Regions from separate parts of the Mus musculus genome. Here region 2 is linked to region 1. Evidence: chromatin contacts called from public Hi-C data. All regions are on one chromosome and are shown on one strand. The core of a region is the stretch at or near the end of the contact, and the rest is flanking DNA. Distances in the headings are between cores, read along the strand shown.

The links. Hi-C and Micro-C count contacts between places; a contact is called where the count stands out from the background.
Region 2: a contact with region 1 is called in a Hi-C map of regulatory T cells, with 2.2 times the contacts expected there. The contact joins the promoter of Dbt here to the enhancer-like site in region 1. A contact is called at or near these places in 19 of 39 promoter capture datasets (the 3T3-L1 cell line, 3T3-L1-derived adipocytes, the C10 cell line and 13 more), 6 of 484 Hi-C or Micro-C datasets (CD4 T cells, CD8 T cells, the CH12 cell line and 3 more), 3 of 115 datasets of contacts at active chromatin or transcription factors (CD8 T cells, embryonic stem cells and memory CD8 T cells) and 4 of 9 other capture datasets (adipose tissue, embryonic stem cells, liver and 1 more).

The regions. Positions count from the first base shown.
Region 1 is chr3:116,435,909-116,442,454 of GRCm38.p6, reverse strand. No RefSeq gene overlaps it. Among named protein-coding and RNA genes, the nearest start is that of Gm40125, 15 kb to the right of the region's middle. Within about 2 kb of position 2,139, at least 51 of the 459 cell types and tissues checked have an H3K27ac peak or open chromatin away from gene starts, as enhancers often do. A contact at or near this core is called in CD8 T cells, the CH12 cell line, the HPC-7 cell line and 4 more, where this site is marked.
Region 2 is chr3:116,509,499-116,515,467 of GRCm38.p6, reverse strand. Dbt (dihydrolipoamide branched chain transacylase E2) reads right to left here and starts at 2,398. Exons shown (of 11, transcript NM_010022.4): 1 at 2,277-2,398. The coding sequence starts at 2,327.

The DNA.
Region 1 (6,546 bases), core at 890-3,389:
ACTGGGACTCAGTTCCTTTTCTCTGCTTCTTGGTCACTATGAGGTGATCAGCAGCTCGCTTCACTGAAGTAAGTAAGCTTTGCGCTGGTATGTGCTGCCTGGCCATGGGCTCCAGTAGAGTACAGCCAACCAACCCTGGACTCATACCTCCCTCAAGTAAACCTTGCCCTCTTCCCCTTCCCCTCCTTTGCTTCTTCTGAGAGCTAGTCTTATTAACCAAGGGTCGCCTAGAGTTCAACAAGTAGTTGAAGATGACCTTGAACTCTTGGTCTTTCTGTCTCTGCATTTGCCAATGGATGTGGTGGCAAACGTGATCCACCGCACATCTCTCCCCTTTTTCATTTGTTTTGGTCCTTCAGGCTCTCCTGCAGGCTATAGGTGTGAGCTCAGTTCTACTGGCTGCTTCTTTTTCCATCTGCAATTCTGATCACAGGTTCCAGCCTTAAACAGAACAACACAAACTACTCCCTCGATCGCTCTCGTGGCCCCGCCTCCGCACCCTTTTTCCATCCAAGCTTCGCAGAAGTATAACTTTCGTCTTCCACTCTGTCAGTTTTGGTACTAGGCCCCAGAGACACAGCAGCAAGCAGAATCAGCAGAAACTCTTGCTGAATAAAATTATAATCTAGTGGGAAAGACTTATAATGAACAAAATAAATCAAGTAAAATACCCAGAGTTTTAGAGACATAAGTGCTATGTGAGAGATCGTGGCGGCAGTGTGGGCGTGATGTCTGACTTTAGAAGCGTGAAGGAGAGGCCTCATTGAGAAGGTGACTTTTGAGTCAAGACGTACAGGAGGTGAGTGAGTGAGCCCTGGCAAGGGAGCACTGAGGTAAGAAGTCAAGGAAGGAGGGGCTAGAAGGTTCAAGAAACTGTAAGGACCAGTGTGGCAGGCAAGAAGAGAAATAGAGGCAGACAGCGGGATTGGATGATGCTGAGATACGGTATTATCTTTTTTTTTTTTTTTTTGGTTTTTCGAGACAGGGTTTCTCGGTATAGACCTGGCTGTCCTGGAACTCACTTTGTAGACCAGGCTGGCCTCAAACTCAGAAATGAGCCTGCCTCTGCCTCCCAAGTTCTGGGATTAAAGGCGTGTGCCACCACGCCCGGCATGGTATTATCTTAAGACTGCCTTATATTGCAGTATTAAGATTTTGACTTTTCCTCTGAATGACTTGGGATACTATTAAAGCAAAGAATCGCTAAAGCTTGGCAGGATTCTGGAATGCTCATAGTTGCCCCGAGGGAAGCTAGCTAGAGAATTGCTCTAGTTATATAGGAGATGGTAGTGGCTTTGATGGAATAATGGCTGGAGAACCATCCCAATTATGAACATATTTTTGTTTGAGGAAACAGAGTTTCTTGCAGCACAAACTCACCTCACATTTACTGTGGTGGTTTGAATGAGACTGGCTGCCACCCCCAGCCCATAGGCTCCTAAGAGGTATGGCCTTGTTGGAGAAGCTAAGTCACTAAGGATGGGCTTTGAAGTTTTGAAAGATCCCTGGTGTTCATGTTCTTTGTCTCTTTGTCTCTCTGTTTGTCTGTCTCTCTGCCTGTCTCTCTGTCTGTCAGACTGTCTGGCTCTCTTTCTGTTTCTCTCTCTCCCTGTTTCATGGTTGTATCTCAAGATGTGAGCTCTGAACTATTCCTTTGCTTAGCTGTCATGAACTCTACCCTCTGAAGCCATAAACCCAGAATAAACTTTCTTCTCTAAGTTTCCTTGGTAATAGTATTTTATCACAGCAATAGAGAAGTAATTAAGACCCTTACTGGTTAGCTAAGGTTGACCTTGAACTCTGATCCTCCTGCCTCTACCTCCCAGGGGCTGGGATTATAGAGCTACTGTTTCTAGCTCTGCATATATATTTAAGGCACAGGTTGCAGGGTATGCTGCAGACTCAATGTGTCATGTGACAGAAAGAGAGGTGTTAAGGATAAATCCAATGGCTAAGGCCCAAGGCACTGGAAAAGCACAATGTCAATCAAATACGATGGTGATTGTACAGGGATTAAGTTTTTATTTTTAACACCAGAAGTTTGGGGCTTGGAGGAAAAAAAGTTGCAAGGCGGCATAGAGATCATAGTCAAAAGCCACAGGATGAGATGAGGCCATACAAAAGGAAGTGGCTGAGGCAGAAACACACACACTCCGAGGTGTGGGTGCTCCCGTTTCAGAGAGCTGAGGGACTCTCAGAAGGAGCAGATCCTAGAAAAGCCGAGTCCACGAGGCAGAAAGGGAAGCAGGAGATTAACTGGGGAAGCCGAGGAGAGTGATCGGAATGGGGAGAACAAGGGTTCAGTGTTGCTTCTTGTAAGTCATGTAAAATGAAGAATCAGACTTTATGGGGGATTAGCAGGGGCTGCTGGTGACTGCCTGAGCATCTGGGGACACACACGCGTGCGCGCACACACACACACACACACACACACACACGGAGTAAGTTTATACCTGGATGCATGTGAAAACCAGTGGACAACCTGGGTGTCCCTCCTTCTGTCTACCTTGTTTTGTTGTTTTTCTTATAGGGTCTCTCATTAGGACCTGGCCCATAGATTAGGTATGGCACCAAGCTCCAGTGATCCTTCTTGGTGGCCCTAGCACTGGATTATAAGTGTGCCACCATACCTGGCTATTTAAGGTGGGTCCTGGAAACTGAATTTGGGAATGGTGGTCATTTGAGCAGCAACACTTTCCAACTGAGATATCACCCCAATCTAGAGAGGGTTTTATTTGAATAATCTAGAGATGCTTAGTATAATTTTTAATTTTTTTCTGGTGCTGGGATTTGAATCTGGGGTCTCTTATATTCAGTAAATTCAGCTATAATACCATACTTCTCTGTTATCTTTGATAAAATGCATAGCCCCTTCTGGCTTGCCAATACCTGTATCCCTCTATGCCTGGGGTTATTTTTTGTTTTTGGACTCTTACATACATGCAACAAAAAGAAGTGCCAGGATAACATCCCAGGGAGCAGCTGTCAACCAATGGGTGGTGGGAGCTGGTAGGTAAACCTCCCATCTTATATTGAGGAAGGGGAGGTGGGTGGAGCTTAAGGTCCTGGTTTTATAGTGTATTTATTATGTATACCATTGTGCAGTGTATCCATGGGAAATAAGTTTGTCCTTCACAATGGCTTCTAGGCTCAAAGACAACATCCTCCATTGATTGCCTTTTCTTCCTTCCTGGCCTCATCTCCTCTCTCCAGATGCTGTTGCCTGTAATTCCCCAATAAATTTCTTGTACTTGAATCTTTGTTCTTGGGGAACCTGAGTTAAGTCTCTTCATATTTAAGTATCATCTAAAGTTCAGTGATGCTCTAAGACTCAATATTCTGGGAGGGTGGAGTACCAGAGAGGGTGTGGAAATTCCTTGCTTCTCCATATCTTCCTGATTCCTGTCTCCAACTGTCTGTTCCTGATTCATAGAGCCCTGATAGTAAATGCTAACTTACAGTTTGGAGTTCACAAAATTTGTGCCTGAAGTTTTATTAGCAAATACTTTGGAAGAGGGAGCAAGTTACAGCACATTACAAAATGGCAGAGTTACAACTCTTTTGCTTACAATTCCGAGGCTTCTTTCTATCTATAGCAATAACACCTAGATGTATTTAGTCTTTGTTCTTAGTTCTTGACATAGAACATCCAAAATTCTTAAAATTTCCTCACTGATAGGGCAATAGGACAACTTTTGTAATTCACAAACTGCTTTAGACTCCATCTGAGTTTTTGTTGCTGGGGTAACCCTAGATTTTTGTGACGGGAGATGATTGCAAGAGGAAGCAACCACTTGAGCCCTACCCCTCTGAGAAGAAAGGATGGGATGGAGATGGAACTGAATCAGCAATGCCTAGTGATTTATCAACTATTGATAGAATAATAGATTTTCTCTATTAATAAAATAAAAATGGGATTCAGAGAGCATCCAAATGGGTGAACATTTGGGGATACTGGGAGGGTGGTATACCCAAAAAGTGTGGAATCCCTGTGCTCTGTACACACCTTTTTTTATGCCTCTCTTCAACTGGCTGTTCCTGATGTGAGTCCTTTATAGTACACAGGTGATAGTAAGAAATGTCCTCTTGAGTCCTATGATTGGGCATGAGGAGGCAACTGAAAGGACCCCTGCTGACTAGCTACCTGGTCAATAAGAAGTGCGGGTGGAAGCCTGGGTCTTGGAGCTGTTGTCAGAAGTGAGGTAGTCCTGTGGGAGGTTGTCCTTGGCTTGTGGGACTGATAACCCCAGGCAGACACAGTCAGAGTTCAGCTGAGTGACCGAACATCCAGCTGATGTTGGCAGAAGTGCTTGGTTAAAGAAACCCTGACGAGTTTGAATCAGCCGTGCTAAGAGTGGAGAAGCAGGGAACACCCGGAACACAGGTTCTCTCACATACTTGCTTCTTCCTCCAGCTTTTAGGCATTCGCACACTACGAGCACTGCCAGGTATAAGGATGAGGGGAAAGTGTTAATTAATTATTAATATGCCACACATATTAATTTTAAATCAGTAGTGTCTAATTATGTAAGGTCTGAGGAAACTATTAATTTGACAGTACTGTTCAGGGATCTTGGGTGACTCCCTTTTAGGATACTAATTAGAATATTAATTATTCAGCCAGCAATCTATGAAAGAGACAGATTATTGTCTAGTGAAGAGTAGGTTTTAACATTCTCTTTCAGAGACTAGTTTTTCCTCAATGTAGTATTTTCACTTGCTATTAAAGTAGACTTCATATACATATATGAAGAATACTAGATACCTCCTTTTATTGCTGCTAAACATGTAACTCCCTCTACAACTGTTGAAGTCAAAAGTGTTTTCCATTAAATTGTGGAGACTCTTAAACAAGTAGAGGGCTGATTTTTTTTTCTCATCTGTCTCTTTCAGTTTCTTTGCTTCCATGTTTCCTGAGAGAAGAAAATCTGGTGGAAGTTTCTCCTCCATTTTTTTCTTTACCACATCTTAAAATGTTAACATGGTTGCCAAAACACTGGGCCAGTTTAGTACACCAATCACTGACACAACAAGCCTTGCATAATAGAGTTCTAAGGCATCAATCATGTGGCAAGGAGAAAAAGCTTTGACTCTGTCTCTGGCTCAGTGGACAGAGGAGCTGGCTGCACGGGTCTGGATACCCGAGTTCAATCCTTGGAGTTCATGGAAAGATAGGAGAAAACTGACTTCATCGGCACTGTCCTCTAGCTTGCACACATGTGCACCCTGGCATGACTGCCCCACACATGTATTATAGCATGCACACATACAATAATAATGAGTAAAAATGTAAAAAGAGAGAAGTAGAGAGACAGGAGTTCCTGAGCTGATGGGAAAGGGAAATTGAAAGTAAGAAAGAACATAGTTATTAGCAGCGAGCTTGTGCACAGTCTAACTTCATGCTCTCCATGGGACCTTGTGCTGAAAACCGCTGTGTTTTTATCAACTGAGAATGCAGATTTGGCTCACAGAAAGTCAAAAGGTTACCCAGAAGGCACTGGGGCTCAACAGTCTGTCTCCAGAGCCCACGTTTCCCGCCTCTCTGTTTTCGGAAATGTCTGTTGTGCCATTGGAGAGTCTCTCACATTGACCAGTCAATCGCATTCAGCTCTCCTGAGCATCAGAACCAAGTCTATATCCCCAAGTGCTTCACACAGGTCTCCACTTCATTGTCCAGTAGATACTTCAAATTCTACCTAATACAAACCAAGGTTGGAGTCCCTGGTTCCCCCAAGGACACCCCATGGCTCTGTTTCAGAAGATGGCATCACCATGCACTGGCTCACAGTTCTGGGGGGTTATCCTTGGCTCAGAGACGTCTTTAATTTGTTCCTATTGTCATGGATGTCACATCCACCACAGAGGTTTATACATTTGGACATTGGTGAGCTGGTGAATCAATCTCTCTCTCTCTCTCTCTCTCTCTCTCTCTCTTTCTCTCTCTCTCTCCCCTTTGTTTTTAAGTGCTTTGTTTTTGTTTTCACTATGTAGCCTAGGCTGATTTCAATGCACCACCCTCCCACCTCCCTTTCAGAGAGCTGGGATTTCACATACATGTTGTGTCACTGTACCCCCTACAAATGCCTATTTGGAAAAGAAAAAAGTCTCTGGGGGTTGGGGTGAATTTGGCATAACGGAAAGAGGAAGTTTGGCCAAGACACAAAGTGAGGTTTCCTGTGCCTGGTAACAGAGTGGTGTTTCTTACATCCGAGACTCGGCACCTGCTTGTGATAACCTGCTAATGTCATTCAGAAATGGAGTCTTGCAAGGACATGGCCCTTCATTCTGAGGCATATTAAAATGCTTTTTGAATACCCACTGATGCCCTAATTTTGATTTGTTAAAAAATGACATTTCAAGAGGAGTGAGAGGAATGCTGAGTGGTGAAGACCTTGTGCTCCTTCCCAGGGGACCAAGCCCCAGCATCCATGTCTGGAGCCTTACAACATCTATACCCTACTCCAAGGAACCTCACATATCTGGCCTTTATGGGCACCTGTGCTGATGTGCAGACACACACACAGATACACATAATCAAAAATAAAA
Region 2 (5,969 bases), core at 1,149-3,648, 73 kb before region 1:
TAAAAGAGGAACAATGAAGGATGTGGCAAGGAAAATCAAAAGTGTGTGATAAGAGGTAATAACCTGTAGAATAAGCAGGTTTTCAATAAAGAATGATACTTGAGAGGTTGGAGAAGCCACATCATAAATTTCCTCAATCAAGTGGCTTGGGGGCATTTTTTAAAAAGATGAGTCTTAAACAAGAACATGGCATAATCTAATGTGTGCCTCATTTTATAAGATCCTTTTGGCTGGCCTATGGGAAATGAACTACAAAAGAGGCTGATCAGAGGCAAGAGGCCCAGTTAGGAAAGACTAAGACATCTGTAATTAAGAGCAAGGTGGTAAATACTAGCTACATTTCTTCAGAGTTGGAAGGTAGAGTCAAGAGAAACAGGTTTGAGGGGTCTATTGTGGAGCCTGGAGTCTGCATCCCTGAGGCACTGTGGTGCACGGTGAGATGGCCAAAGGCTAGCTTTTCCAACTCCCCTGTGCTCGTAGCTAGGGAACTGTGTTCTAGCTGGTTATGTCAGCCTGGTAATATCCCTTCCTCCATCCTGACTTAAATGCCCAGTGAGTTGCTGCAGCTCCCGGATGGCTGTATGGAAAAGGTCAACTGCCCTGATGAACTGTCAGCCGTCATAGTGACAGTCACACATGTCACCTGTAGTCTATAGGCATAGATGGTGTCTTGTTCATTCACTGGATTTGTGTTACCTGCAGTTGAGAAAACACCTCATATTGTGCAACGGGAGATCTCTTGGACAGCTAGGGAAGACTAGAGAACGCCAGGGAACCATTAGCACAACTGGTGACTATATGCAAAGACGTGGGAGAGATAATGCAGGAAGTTGGAAAAGCGCAGAGGGCCAAAGCCAGGGCTTCTTTTTTTATTTTTTTTTTTTTTTAGTAGTCATCCATCACTTTATGACAGGTCTGTGTGAAATCTATTCACTATTAGATGAGCTAGTCTATGGACTCACCTTATGCTTACACAAACCAAATGGCTTAACTTATTGCCCACGTAAGCTCTATGCTAGCTCTTATACTACAAACCTGTCCAGCATGTCACTGTACTAAACACTGTGGGCACCCGTCACACCATTCTGTCTGTGTGTCCACACACATCAAACGATGGAAAAGGTCATAGGAAGTTGGCAGGTCTGTCGAGAGCCTATGGGAGCACTGTTGACGGAAGTCTTTGCGTGGTATTTAGAAGCTGGAAAGGAAAAGAGGGCAGTGGAATAGAGCAACTGAAGAGGAATATTGGTCAACTAGTGTCTCAGAATCCAAGAGTGGAGAGCTCTCGAAAGAAGAGTTGCCCATAATACCTACTAAGGTGCTGCTGACAAGAGTACCCTTCTGCTGCCTAGTTCCTACTTCTCTTCAGTCTCCGTACGCACTCACTAGTCCCCAGGAATTCCTCTCTGTACCCCCACTCCTCCATAGGTGTCCACCCTCAAGTGTCACAGGAGCTTTGAGCACTTGTTCCATAATAGCACGTCTTTCTAAAACCGTGGCTTTCTGTCTTTCCTTGCCTCCCTCTCTCCTATTCTCCTGTTCTAGGCTACAATGTTAGGAGGGAAAGGATGGTGGCTGGCTGTGTTATAGAAATATGCCCAGTGCCCAATACACACAGCAGGCTGGGAAGAAGGTTTGGAGAGATCAGGAGGCCAGCACTAAAGGAACATCTAGGGAAATGGGTAAAGTCTACGGTATCCAAAAAGTTATGTAATTAGGAAGAAACTAGATATGTAGTGGGATACATCTACGGTTGTTGCTAAAAGCTTGTGAGTGAGGGGGAACTGCAAATGGGGGTGGTAAATCGATGATTAAAAAGTTGGAACGACTGTGGACCAAGGGGAGAAGTGCAGCCCCGAGTGAATCAAGCTAGAGGCTTTTCTCTTCTCAGGTTAATAGTGCCAGCGTATGGCGCGCAGTGGGCTCTCAACAAATCTCGAAAGAACATAGCTGTGTCTGCAGTGCTTATCACAATGCCTGACATCTAGAAAGTACTCAAGCAAAGTTAAGCAGGTCAAAGGCCAGGATGTGGGTACGGTTGGGAAGAAAGCTAGTCGCCCAAAGCTAATCGTCAGAGAATCGCGCCCCGGGACGGGAAAGGAGTGAGTTTCCAGGCTCACTGGCACGCCACCTTCGCTGCCCTTCTGATTTGCATGCATCCTTCCATCACTTGCTCACAAGACGCGAGGCACTCGGAGAAGAAAGCAACACACAACTCCGGATAACATCTACTAAATCGATCCTTCCCAACCTTAGACCCATCCAACCCTGCTTACCAGTCTGACAGCGTTCTGGCTCCAGGTCCTCAGTACACGCGCTGCAGCCATTTTACTCCGGAAATAGCCACCAGCACACAGCTGGGAAAGACGCCTCCTCCAGGCGACCAATCCCCAGACCCGAGACGCACCTCCCTGAGCGGCCAATAGGAGAGAAGGAACGAGCCTCCCACCGGGCAGCCAACCAGGGCGAGGGGCGGGGCCGACTGAAGCCCCCCCCCCTCCCCCTTGAGAGGTGTAAAAGAATTGAGGGAGGGAGAAGGTAGACTTGGGGAGGACGACAGCTTAAAAATCCAGGACTTGGGTTGTTAAGTAGACGCGCATCAACAATCCATCTTTTTAGCTCAGATAATGGAGAGAAATCACGTTTAGGGGCTGCAGAAACTTGGGTTCAGTCTCCAGCACTCAATCAGGTAGGTCATAACAGCCTACAACTCTAGTTCCAAGGGATCCGACGCCCTCTTCTGGCCGTCTCGGGGCACCTGCATCCATGTGCTGTACATGCAAACAGTTGTGCACCCACACATACATAGATAATTTTTTAAAAAAGAATATGTTAAGGGCACACAAGAAGGGTCACTAATTGAAAACCTGAGGGGTCAGTAGCAAATTGTCTTTTCTGGTATTGTGCTGTAACTACATTAAGGGCAGAAAAAATAAGATGTTTCTATGTTTCATAGCAAGACTCTGATGCGCGACTTTTTCATAAGTCCATACAGGAACACTTCTCCATGATTAGGAATTCCTCTTTCCTGTATAGTGTCCTTGAGGTTGCTGAAATTGACTTCTCGTGTCTAAAATAAACATGTCATCACTTTGTCTTTGAGTCTTAGAAAATGTGGTCAGATGCATCATTAAGAAATGAGTCACAAACGTATAACCCTGAATTGCTTTGCCCCTTGAAGAAATGTCAAATTGAGCTCAAGTGGAACTGCTAAAGGAAACATCAGAAACCCAGCACTGTGAGGGTGACATGGGTAGGGCAGGCAGAGATGTCGCATTGTGAATGGAAGGCCAGTCACCCTGAGCTATGTGGTGAGACTCATTCTTAAACAAAATGAAACAAAGCCAGAGGGAGAGAATGAGAGAGAGGGAACTTTCTTTAATAGGTGGTATATAAATGCATACATTGTATATATGTTCAGTAAATTCAACGGTTCTTTCTTCTTAGAGAGAATAAAAATCTGCATCAATGTCTAAGGCGTTAGAGAGAATGAAACAAAACAGAAGGAAGCAGGGGCCAATAGAAACTCTCAGCACTGGAAAGTCGGTGGTTGTGAAACAAAAATCTCAGGTTTTTCACAAGTTGTTTAACTTTACACAGATGTACTATTGTGTAATGCACATTCATCTACTGTAGGCAGTAAATATAAATCATTGCCTTTATCAGAAAATCTGCAATAGACAGATGAGGTGACGAAAGTGTTTGATCCCAGAAGACAGTGGATCTTTGTGAATTTGAAGCCAGCCAGATCAACAAAGTGAATTCCAGTATAGCCAGGGCTGTTAGAGAAACCCTGTCTTAACAGCACCTCCCAAAATCGCAATAATCAAAAGAACTTGATTTTTAAAAACTTTTCCCATTATTTTGTTTGTTTTGTTTTGTTTTGTTTTGTTTTGTTTGAGACAAGGTTTCTCTGTGTAGTCCTGGCTGTCCTGGAACTCACTCTGTAGACCAGGCTGGCCTCCAACTCAGAAATCTGCTTGCCTCTGCCTCCTGAGTGCTGGGATTAAAGGCTTGCACCGCCACTGCCAGGCCCCATTAAACTTTTTATAGGTGCATTGAATAGACTTAGTAATCTTATATGTTCTTGCTTGTATAATGAGGGAAGGGAGTTAGTTGTTCCTAGGGCTCTTGAAAGATACTATGTAACTTTCTTCCATTCAGGCTTCTCTCGATTCTATCTTATTTTCAGGAAACAAACTAGTTTATCATCCTACGTCAGTAGATCCTGATTCCATATATGATTGTGTTCTTATCTTTGTTTGTAGCCGGGTTTTGGAACCTATTCACTAGATCTGAATGGGGCATTGCTACTAGCGCTACTAGCGCCAAGTGATGCAATTCTTGACTAGCCAACCGTGTTTTTGGTTAGTAAAACTAAGAGGGAGGGAAGGACCCAGAGAAGAAAGGGAGGCACCCAAGGAGGAAGGGAGGGGGACAGACAGAGACAGACAGACAGAGACAGAGACAGACACTGTAAAATGAACCTAGAGTCTTGCATAAGCTAAGCAAGCCGTCTATAACCACTGAGCATCATTGCCAGCTCTCTGCTTCTTTATCTACTAGTTTTGAGACAGGATCTCGATTAGCTGTCTGGGTGGCCTTGAAGTCATGATTATGCTTCTATTCCCCCAGCCTGCTTAGTATCTGGGATTACAGGCCCGAACCACCAAGCCTAGCTTAAAAATGGAATTTTGAGACAGCTAATGTTTATCTTCAATTTTAACTTAGGCGATGTTAGATTGCTTTGCAATGTGCTTGTACAAAATAACTTGTCTAGCAGCTGAGAGTGGGACTATTCTTTGTTTCTCATTTGACAGCCTTAGAAGTAATAGGTATTTACCTATTCAATGGCATTATGGTGTTAAAGTTTCTTAATTATTAGTAAAGTTAAACAGGTTTCACGTGTTTATTGGTTCTGAGATGCCGCCCCCCCTTCCCCCTCCCAGTCTGTGTAGTTCTGGCCTGGAACTGGTATGTACTCCAAGCTCCTACAGCTCTATCTGCCTTTGTTGATTGAAGAGATGTGCCACCCACACCAACCCTGGATATTGATTCTTCAAACGCTTCCTTCATGTACTTTTAACTGTTTCCTCTCTGTTGTGTGCATTCATTTTTCATTGTTTTCTTATTGATTCTTCTTTTGGGGGTCAGGGTTTTACATAGCACCCCCATTTTGAATACATACAATTGTGGCCAAAAACCAAACCAAACCAAAACCCAAACAAGCAGACCTGTTGAGCTTGCTAGGCAGACTCTACCAACTGAGCTACACACCAGCCTTCTTGTTGACTTTTCTTGTTGACTTGAGTGGGAGCTCTCTAAACTATGCAGTAACTTCTACAAAAATGAGATTCCCTGCTGTTCTTTGGTTTGACAATTTCCAGTTCTCATACACACAATAACCAGAAAGTTCTAACTTCACTGATCTTGTGAGGCTTTTGATGTTAATTTTTTTTTTTAATGACATAGGCGTTATTTCTGCTTTGGGACTGTTTTAAGTAATACTGCTTTTGAAACTTTAGACAAAACCTTTTGTGAAGACACATTTTCTTTCTTTCTGTCTGTCTGTCTGTCTGTTTTTTGGTCTTTCTGTCTTTCTTCCAACCTGAGAAGAATTCCTGGGGAAATCCCAGTTCTGAGTGTCTCTGTTGCCTATACTCACTCCTTCAATGCAGGTTACAATATCACTTACAGCTTTTTGGACAGTTTCTACCTCATACTTCTATCTTGTCCACTTCCTTCTACCACCCAAGTAACAGCAGGAGTTCGGCTTTAGAAAGCATAAGCTGGGGTCGAGACTATAGCTGTTTGGTACAGTGTTTATTTGGCATGCATCAAACCTCGACATCAGCCTCCAGCACTGTGATTAATAAAAACAAAAAGGATTAGCTTTCTTCAGAGGGTGTTATATTTATGTAATAGGAATCTAATATGTATGATAATCAAGGTACCACAGGGAAGATGGC